Regions from separate parts of the Mus musculus genome. Here region 2 is linked to region 1. Evidence: chromatin contacts called from public HiChIP or PLAC-seq data. All regions are on one chromosome and are shown on one strand. Each heading gives the region's core, a stretch centred on a gene start, on an enhancer-like site or on the middle of the called end of the contact. The rest is flanking DNA. Distances are from core to core; before and after follow the strand shown. Region 1 overlaps 4933413J09Rik (RIKEN cDNA 4933413J09 gene). Region 2 overlaps Slmap (sarcolemma associated protein).

Region 1 (4,342 bases), core at 294-2,793:
GGTTGACAGAGAGAACAAACTTCCCACAAGTTTGTCCTCTGTTCTTCATGTGGATGGGGCCACCAGGTCTTTGTCACAGAAACGGAGCATCGGGAATTACATAGCATTCCTCATATGAACTGGAATGTCTCCGTCTGATGCCCTCAGGAAGTTACATCACAGTGTGTTCCAACTTTTAGTAAAATTGCCTTGTAGAGAAGTTATAGAAACCAAGACTGCTGCCATCATCAGTGCATCCCCTGAGAAACAGGTGAAGGGGAGGTGGCCATTGGAAATCTGTAGCTGAGCTGGGACTGTTATGAGACCACAAGGTCTTCTCTACATGCCTGGTGTAGTAGCCCGGGTTCTCTAGTGTTCTCTAGTGGAACAGAACTTACAAAACGACTCTCTCCATATATAGGAAAGGCATTTATTAGAAAGACTTACAGGCTGTGGTGCAGGTAATCCAACAATGGCTGTCCATGAATGGAGAGTCCAATAGGAGAGTCCACAAGGCTGGATGTCTCAGCTGGTCTTCAGTATATGCTGGAATCCTGAAGAAGCAGGCTCTAATGCCAGTGAAGGAATGGACTTGTTAGCAAGGTGAGAGCAGGTAGGCAAAGAGCAACTACTTCCTCCTCTGGGTCCTAATATAGGCTTTCAACAGAAATGGCCCACATTTGAGGTGGGGTTTCCCAGCTCAAAAGATCTGGTTTGAAGGTCTTGACTTCCTACCTTCAAGGTCAGGATTCGATATAGGTCTTCCCACTTTAACTCAGCACCAAATTCCCTCCCAGGTGTACCCCTCTATTGCTGGGTTTGACTTAATTCCAGATGTAATCAAGTTAATAACCAATCATAGCCATCCCAAATTCACCCAGTGTCATCTTGACACACAATCATATCTCCTGTGCCATTATTAATTTCCAAATGAAGACAATTACCAGGTCATAATTACACCTAACATGATTCATCTATCCTTTCTCCAACCAAAAACGTAAGATAATCAAGTTGACAATCAAAAATTGCCATCCATCACATCTGGCTAACCATTTTTATTGTCTATCTCTGATTGTCTAGCAGTGACCTGTGATGAAAATCTAGTTCCTGTGGCCTGGTGAGCTTCAGTGTACCTTAGAGGCTACCTTAGTGAGGATGAGGTGGCCTGGTGGATAGACAGCTGGCTGGACCTGATCACTTGACATGCCTTATGCTGTTACCCAAACTCTTCCAAATTGACAATTGTCTCTACCTCCACTCAGAGTCAAGAATGCTAACACTTGTAGGTTCAGGCAGACACCATCTTCAAAACAGAAGGGACCTGAAGATGTAAGCATTTGTTGAGGCTGAGAAGTACATTTTTGCAACAATCAGTCCCCCTGACAGTAAATGATGGACAGTGAAGAGGCAGGTAGAGGATAACTACACACTGTCCCGTGGCTTCTTAGGTTTTCTCATGGTTTTCCCATTACCAGGGAGTCTTTGGATCTGGAGTCCATACAGCACAGGCGAGCAAAGAAAACAGCTGCGTTCTTGGAGGCTGTTCTCTTGAGACAATGCACCCTTTATGCTGAATCTGCTGAGTCAGATTGCCCCAGGGTCAGGAAGAAAAGTCCAAGGCCACATTCCCCTCAATCTAGAGAACATTCCTGAGGCCATTTTCTCTTCCCTCCATAGCCTGCATGGATTACTCTGCTTCTCTTTGTTCCAAGACAATAAAGTGACAAGAAGTAATGATCTAATCTCTCTCTCTCTCTCTCTCTCTCTCTCTCTCTCTCTCTCTCCCTCCCTCTCTCTCTCTCTCATCTGTGTACCTCAGGTTCACATCTTTAATGGCCCAAGTGCTCTAAGTCTCTCAATAACTGCAAGTAACAGTAGTTTAACCTGGCATTGTGGCACATGCCTTTTATACCAGGGGAGGCAAAGGAAGGTACAGCTCTATGAAATCTCTATGTAAACCAAGGCCAGCCTTGTTTACATAGCAAGTTCCAGGACATTAAAGCTATATAGTAGGACCCTGCCTCAAAGAAAGGTGGGGGGGAGAAAGAAAGAAAGAAAGAAACAAACAAACAAACAAACAAACAAAAGGCCAACTAGCCTGAAAAGATAAATTTTACTGTTAAACATGAAAGTGGGTTTCTCTAGAATTAGATATGGCAAAAGAAAAAGAAAAATAAGAAGATGCCAACATATTGGAACAATATTTTCTACAATACTTAAATAGTTCAGACTTTCATTATTTGATTTCCGTCAGGTTGCTAAGAAGCTCAGAGTGTCCACAGAACTCATATCTAGAGTGACTATGAACTGTTTTCCTTCTATGCTGACAAAGTTTCACTTTATAGCCCAGGCTAGATCTCCAAGTCCCAACATTTAACCATGCACTTTGCTCCTAGGAAGGTCAGTATCTCCCAGGGTTTCATATAATTATTTATGTTTGTAAGATTAAATTATGATAGTGAGATATAAAGTGTGGCTGGTAGCTGGGTATGGTATACACACTCAGTCCCAGTCCTTGGGAGGGAGACTGAAGCAGGAAGACCCTGACCTTAAGACTAACCTGCATATACTACATAAAAAGATTCTGTCTTCTCTGTAAACAAACAAACAAAAATAGTAGGAGACAGAAGGAAAGAAAAGGCGGGTGAGGAGGTGAAAGGAAAGAGAGATGGTTGAGGGACAGACTGGATAGAAGGAAAGAGAGACAGGAGAAAGAAAGGCAGAAAGGGGGAAAGGAGAGGAGAGAGCAGAGAGCAGAGAGGAGAGAGCAGAGAAAAGACAAAGAGGAAAGAGACAGAGCGGAGAGGAAGAAATAGAAGAGAGGGGAAAGTGGGAGGAAAGGAGAGAAAAGAAAGCTTGCAAGAGAGATCCTTGTGTTAATCACCGAAAATGTGAAAAAAAAAAAACTCACAAAACTTTGTTTTTAAAATTTTATTTATTTGCTTCATATAAATATGAAGTTTATCCTGCATGTGCAAAACCAGGAATTTTAACTATCAGCATCCAGAGCAGAGCAGCAGGTGTTGCCTGTTGCTTCATGTTGTTCAACTGTTGAACTGTCACCTTCTTCTGAGTTGTCCCAGACGCAAACAAGCCACAAGCCATGGCCATCTGAAGGTCCACAAGAACCTATTTGAGACTCACTGTGATCTACATTCATTTGTTTATCACCACAGGGTGTTAGGATATTTGATCTCTTTGTCTATCTTAACTTCCTGTGGGAGGAGCCTGGGGCAGCTCTCTTCACTCACCTGTGGGTCCTCATTACAGCCCTTGGCTGGTTTGGTAATGTTTTCTAATTGTGGAGGTAGACAAACAGTTGAACCACAACAGCTTTTCTAGGGATATACTGAGGTGGGTAGGGCTTGCAGACTGAAGACTGTCACCTTTCTCTAGCCCTTGGATAGTTAACCTACCTTAGCCTTGGGAAACTACTGAAAGTGATACTCATGTCTTGTGATTATGTCTTGTGATTGCCATGTGACAGCCAAGTCTCTCGTTTTCATGGTTTTTTTTTTTTAATTAGAGCCAGTGGCTCTAATTAGGGCTGCAGGGTGAGGGAGGGGTTATTTACAGGAGTATGGAAGCCTTACCAGTGTTTATACCTTTGATGAAAATTCCTGTCCATTCCCCTATCAGCCATTAACTGGCATCGATTCTCTTGGAGGGGTGATGCTGCCTGATTCCATCCTTCACAATATAAGATGCCGACAGAACTGGTCTTGTGCAGGTTTAGCACAATGATTCCTTGGCTGGAAGAACCTAAACATTTCCTAGTATTCTCTTCTTGAGCACAGTAAAGGAGAAGCACTCTCCTTATTAACACCAAGATTTCTAATTCTTTGTGGCACAGAATCTTGAAACAGTAAAATGCTCAATGATCTTGGTATCCATTGCTTTACTGGCTCTGAGGCTGCACTGATAACCATCTTCCTTTACCATAAATAGCTGCTTGGCTGGTCTGGTTTGTTCTTGTGTTAGGATGTTTGCTGCTGTGGTTTGGAACTTCTAGGAGTGGCTTTATTCCCCTTCTGAGCATCTCCCTTGACACAGATAAAGTCCTGGGTATTACAAAATTTGGCCTGGACAAAGATGGAGAACATGTTACTGCTTTGAGATGACAGACGACTGTCTTTTTGATACAGTTGAGCAGAAAGGCTTCTGATGCTGTAGGTTTGCAGTGTCAAAGGCCTGGTTAAAGAAGCAATGGGACTTTTGTCTCCAAAGCTCTACTAAGGCCTCTGCCCATTCCATCTGTGTGTTACTTTCATAATAGACATTTTGTGTTAAGAAAGGAAAATTGGATGCTAAGTCCCAAAGCTGCACTTGGATAACACTAAGGTTGACAAGAGAAGTCACCAGG
Region 2 (4,645 bases), core at 816-3,315, 67 kb after region 1:
CTTGGTTTCTGGTTTAGCCTGTGATATTTTAAGACACAAGTCAATGAACATTCAGTGTATCTTCTTAATTTACAGCATAGAATCAATACCTTTCACTGGGGCACTGTCTTACATTCTGTTTTATTCATAAGTATATTCTCTGTGGGTATGTGTGTCCACGTCCTTCCACACATCCCATTTTTCTCACTTCTCTTTTTAAAACATTTACTTTAGAAAATTTTTACTCAAAATTCTTACCATTTTCATTGTCTAGAATATTTACTTTTTAAAAAACCTTTGTACTGATTTTTAAAACTTTAGTATCGTACTCTTGCCTGTCAATAATTTTAATAACTTGGGCTACACCTTTTAAGAGACAATATGTTTCTTGTTTTATTTATAAAATATCTAACTTTCTGAAAAAATTAATTACATTTCTTAAAAGCTTTCTTCTGCTTCGTACATTTTTCCTGTTTCTTCCCTGGCTCATAAAGTCCTGGTTTTCTTATACTCAAACCTGCAAAGTTCTAGAAGCTCTTATGGGACACAGAGCAGTTCAGGAGACTTGTGAGCAGCAGCTCCTGAATGGCGCAGGGTAAAGAAAATAAGGCACAGACTGCTCTTAGGTAAACCCACACCCTTGCTTAAAGCACCACATGGATTCCCGGGTCCTGAGCACCTTTGGCATCTGGGCTGTCTATTCAAAACTTTCCCCTCTACCCCCTGTAGAGTAAGAAACAGAATACAATTCCAAATCTCTCACACCTGATTAACTTTTTTGGAATATTCCAAAATTTTGTTGACACCTATGACTTGCTAAAGTCTCCCCCACCCCTTTGTCCTTGTGACCTAAATCTTTTGTTATAAATGGATTCACTAACTGTATTTAATCAAAAGCTTTCAACTGCCTTTTAAAAACTGTGTCTTTTATTTCTAGGACTGCCCATTCATTTCCTATGCCTGCCCACTCCTTTCTTAGCCTTTCATTGCCTTTTTCTCCATGAGGATATAATTTAAATATGTGTATTTGGCATTCAAGATTTTTTCTAGTGGCAATAGCATTCATCTATTCATTGTATTAATTATCTGCAACTGAACTGTTTTTAATGCTGATGGCAAGTCATATTCTCTCTTAGTTTCCAGAACTCTATTCTCTAACTGCTTTCTAGGTATCTTCATGCAGAATCCCACAGGGACGTAATCTCATTGTGGCTAAAGCTGAGTTTCTATTTTCTTCCTTTCTCCTAAATGATGTAGGTGTCCTTCCTCTCTTGCTCCACTATTCTTTATTCAAATCTCTTTGACGGGATGCTGCAGCTGTCCATTACCTCCACTTTCCTCAATTCACTATAAACTACTTATGGGAACAAAAGGAGTCCTTCGAATATTACTGTGCACCAGGATAACAAAGACACGATAACAAGGAAATTGGTTTAAAGAGAATGGGGAGGTGTGTCAACACAGATCTGACCTAGGCCTCATATCTGTCTGGTTATCATCTCTTCTGGTCTTTCTCAACTACAACGATTGTCTTAAACATCAAAAACTCAGCCAGGTGATGGTAGGTTACACCTTTAATGCCAGAACTCAGAGAGGCAGAGGCCAGCCTGAAGTTGCTCTCAACTTCTAAGAAGCCAGGGCTACACAGAAAAACTCTTGTCATGAAAAACCATAAATAGGGGGGTATCATATTAGAATATATTGCTCAAAACTTTCCCTTTCATTTTGAGAAAGTGAAAAACAAAGCAAACAAAACATAAAACCTCCAACAACACAGAAGCTCTATTGCAATACCTATAATCTACAGAAAGAACAGCTTATGGCCTACTTCCCCTACCCCTCATCAGAGATCAGAAGAAAGAACTTCCATGTAACAGAAGATCCTTTAGATCTTGAAGGAGTTATCTGACTTGCCACAATTGAAAGAGATACAATAGATACAATAAAAAACCAAACCAAGCCAAACCAATCCAATCCACGGTTGGTTTGTTTGATATACTTAAGTATTACTCTAGAGTGGGGATTATTACCATGCTCTTGTTCCTCCTCATTTACTTGAGGCAGGGTCTTATCACTTATCAGCCGTGTTGCTCTAGCAACCCTCTTATCTCAGCCTGCTCACTGCTCAGATTACAGGCATGTGCCACCTCATCTGGATAGTGCCACATTTAGTCATGTGTATTTATTGTGTAAATAACACACACACACAGAGGTTTTAAAAGGTGTAGGTATTTATAAAGTGAATTTCTTTGAGGGCATTGCCCAGTCAAAGAACAGATCCTTTCTATCAACCTTCAAAGGTCGATATCAACTCTCTACGTTCTCTTCCCACAATGGCAAGGACTACCTGACTTTGTAATACTTACCCTTTCATATTTATTTGCTTCCTCCATTTCTTGGTATGTATATGTGTATTCATGTGTGGGTATGTGGGCACATGTGTGCACATGCATGTGAAGGCCACAGATTACACTGAGTACCTTCCTCAGTATTCATGTGTATTCATGTGTGGATATGTGGGCACATGTGTGCACATGCATGTGAAGGCCACAGATTACACTGAGTACCTTCCTCAGTATTCATGTGTATTCATGTGTGGGTATGTGGGCACATGTGTGCACATGCATGTGAAGGCCACAGATTACACTGAGTACCTTCCTCAGTTGCTCTCATATTATTTTTTGAGAGATGATTTCTCATTGAACCTGGTTCTCACCATCCAGCTAGTGCAGCTGGCCAACACATCTTCCTGTCTTTGCCTCACCTTATCTGGGATTACCAGGATGTGTGACTGTGCCGTTTTTTTCTACTGCTACTAGACATCCCTCTGGCCTTTGTGTGTGTGCAACAAGCACTTTGCCAAGCAAGCTATCTCCCTGTGCACTCTTTCGCATTTCTTTAGTCACACTACCCAAACATACCTGACTAAATAAATATAACTTTCAGGGTTTAACTTCCTAAATAAACTACTACAGTGCATATTCTTACATGTTATGCTCTGTCACCCAACAGATCATAGTGCATTTATTCACTAATATTGAAAGTCTTCTGAGTTGTTTCCAGTTTGGGACTATTATAAACCTGCTGCTATGAACATCCTTGAGTTTTAATCTAATTTATCTCCTTGGGCACTTCTATATGGAGCTTATTCTGGGAAGCAAAACTAGCAACAAAATCATCTTAACTACACGAGGGACCATCATCTAAACATTTATTTTAGTCATAAAGTATAGGATGATAAAATTGTAAATTTTAAAATTTTGAATCTGCCAAAACCCTACTGGATGAGAACTAAGCTTATTTCTTGGTTCACAGAAATAAATTATGTACCACATTACTATGTGGTTTAAAATAGAAATAAGGAATAAAGTGACATACTCACAAGAAGACTTTCAGCTGTCTTGGTGTTTTAAAGTTTCTGTTAAAAATATAGCTATTGGACTGGAGAAACGGCTCAGCAGTTAAGAGCACTGACTGCTCTTCCAAAGATCTTGAGTTCAAATCCCAGCAACAACATGGTGGCTCACAATCATCCGTAAGAGAGTGATATCTAACACCCTCTTCTGGTGTGTCTGAAGAGAGCTACAGTGTACTTACAGATAATAATTAAATCTTTGGGCTGCAGCAAGAAGGGCTGGTGTGAGCAGAGGTCCTGAGTTCAAGCCCCAGCAACCCCATGATGGCTCACAACCATCTGTACAGCTACAGTGTGCTCATATACATTAAATAAATAATAAATAAATAAATAAATCTTGAGGGGGAAAAAAAAAGAAGACGACTCAGGTGTGCAAAGATTAGGTTCTTAACACCAGAGACACATTTTCCTTAGATGACAAGGACAACTAACCACGATGCTAAGACATAAGTACAACTAAGAATCCTAGGTAAATTCAGGTTAGAGGAGAACTAGACTATCTGCTCTGCAACTACCAACCCAAAAAATATTTCTAAATCTCAAAACGGAGTTTCATCATGAAATATTGTTATAATAATGTGCTTAATTGCAAACATGCCAGCAATTAAAATAATGTAAATGGCATGCATACTGTTAATTAACAAGTAAAACTCCAGATTCTGAGAAAACAAAGCTAGCTCAGCTGGCTCGCTGCTCCATGCCTAGGAGGGAGGAGGGGACAGTGCTACTCCAGGCAAGCTTCTGCAGCTGTCCCTGCAGAGTCAGACATCGTGTGTCTCCTCCCTCCAGCTCACAAGAGCAGCGAGCTCAGGTGAATATAATCTCAACTCAGCTTTAAAAGTGTCATGAGGTATGTACAACCATCTCATTTTATAAATGAAGAAAGGAAAGCTAAAGGGGGCTAATTTGCCAGAAATCATATGGTAAGTGAAACAAGTCCTCCCAGCATTCCTCTCTAAGATTATAAATGGAAACAAGCCAAAGCCACCTGAAGAGTTGGTTGATTCTGAAAAAGCAAATGCCAAAAATAAACTTACTAAAATTATAATGAAGTTATAATTAAATGAAATTAGAACTAGAATTCAACATCAAGTTGGCAACTAATCTTCCTCAGAGACGGGCAACTCCCAGCAGAAATAAGGCGTTAGAACTTCACAGAAGGGGCTGCACACATGCATTTTAAAATTCAGATTGGTACAGTGGGATTCATTTCTGGTGACGTAAAATCAGCTAAAGGAATTCTTGCTATAG

What was found. HiChIP or PLAC-seq counts read pairs in DNA pulled down with a chosen protein or histone mark.
Region 2: a contact with region 1 is called in an H3K27ac HiChIP or PLAC-seq map of extraembryonic endoderm stem cells. The contact joins two enhancer-like sites. A contact is called at or near these places in 1 of 39 promoter capture datasets (liver), 1 of 15 datasets of contacts at CTCF or cohesin (pro-B cells), 42 of 484 Hi-C or Micro-C datasets (B cells, the Ba/F3 cell line, the HPC-7 cell line and 25 more), 7 of 115 datasets of contacts at active chromatin or transcription factors (the HPC-7 cell line, astrocytes, embryonic stem cells and 2 more) and 3 of 9 other capture datasets (adipose tissue, embryonic stem cells and liver).

The regions. Positions count from the first base shown.
Region 1 is chr14:26,377,713-26,382,054 of GRCm38.p6, forward strand. The region is part of intron 4 of 4933413J09Rik (RIKEN cDNA 4933413J09 gene); the gene reads left to right. It overlaps Gm52114 (a long non-coding RNA gene), which reads right to left. Exons shown (of 4, transcript XR_003951124.1): 4 at 402-548. Among named protein-coding and RNA genes, the nearest start is that of Gm52114, 11 kb to the right of the region's middle. Within about 2 kb of position 1,544, at least 30 of the 459 cell types and tissues checked have an H3K27ac peak or open chromatin away from gene starts, as enhancers often do. A contact at or near this core is called in extraembryonic endoderm stem cells, where this site is marked.
Region 2 is chr14:26,444,651-26,449,295 of GRCm38.p6, forward strand. The region is part of intron 13 of Slmap (sarcolemma associated protein); the gene reads right to left. Among named protein-coding and RNA genes, the nearest start is that of Gm34223, 43 kb to the left of the region's middle. Within about 2 kb of position 2,066, at least 2 of the 459 cell types and tissues checked have an H3K27ac peak or open chromatin away from gene starts, as enhancers often do. A contact at or near this core is called in extraembryonic endoderm stem cells, where this site is marked.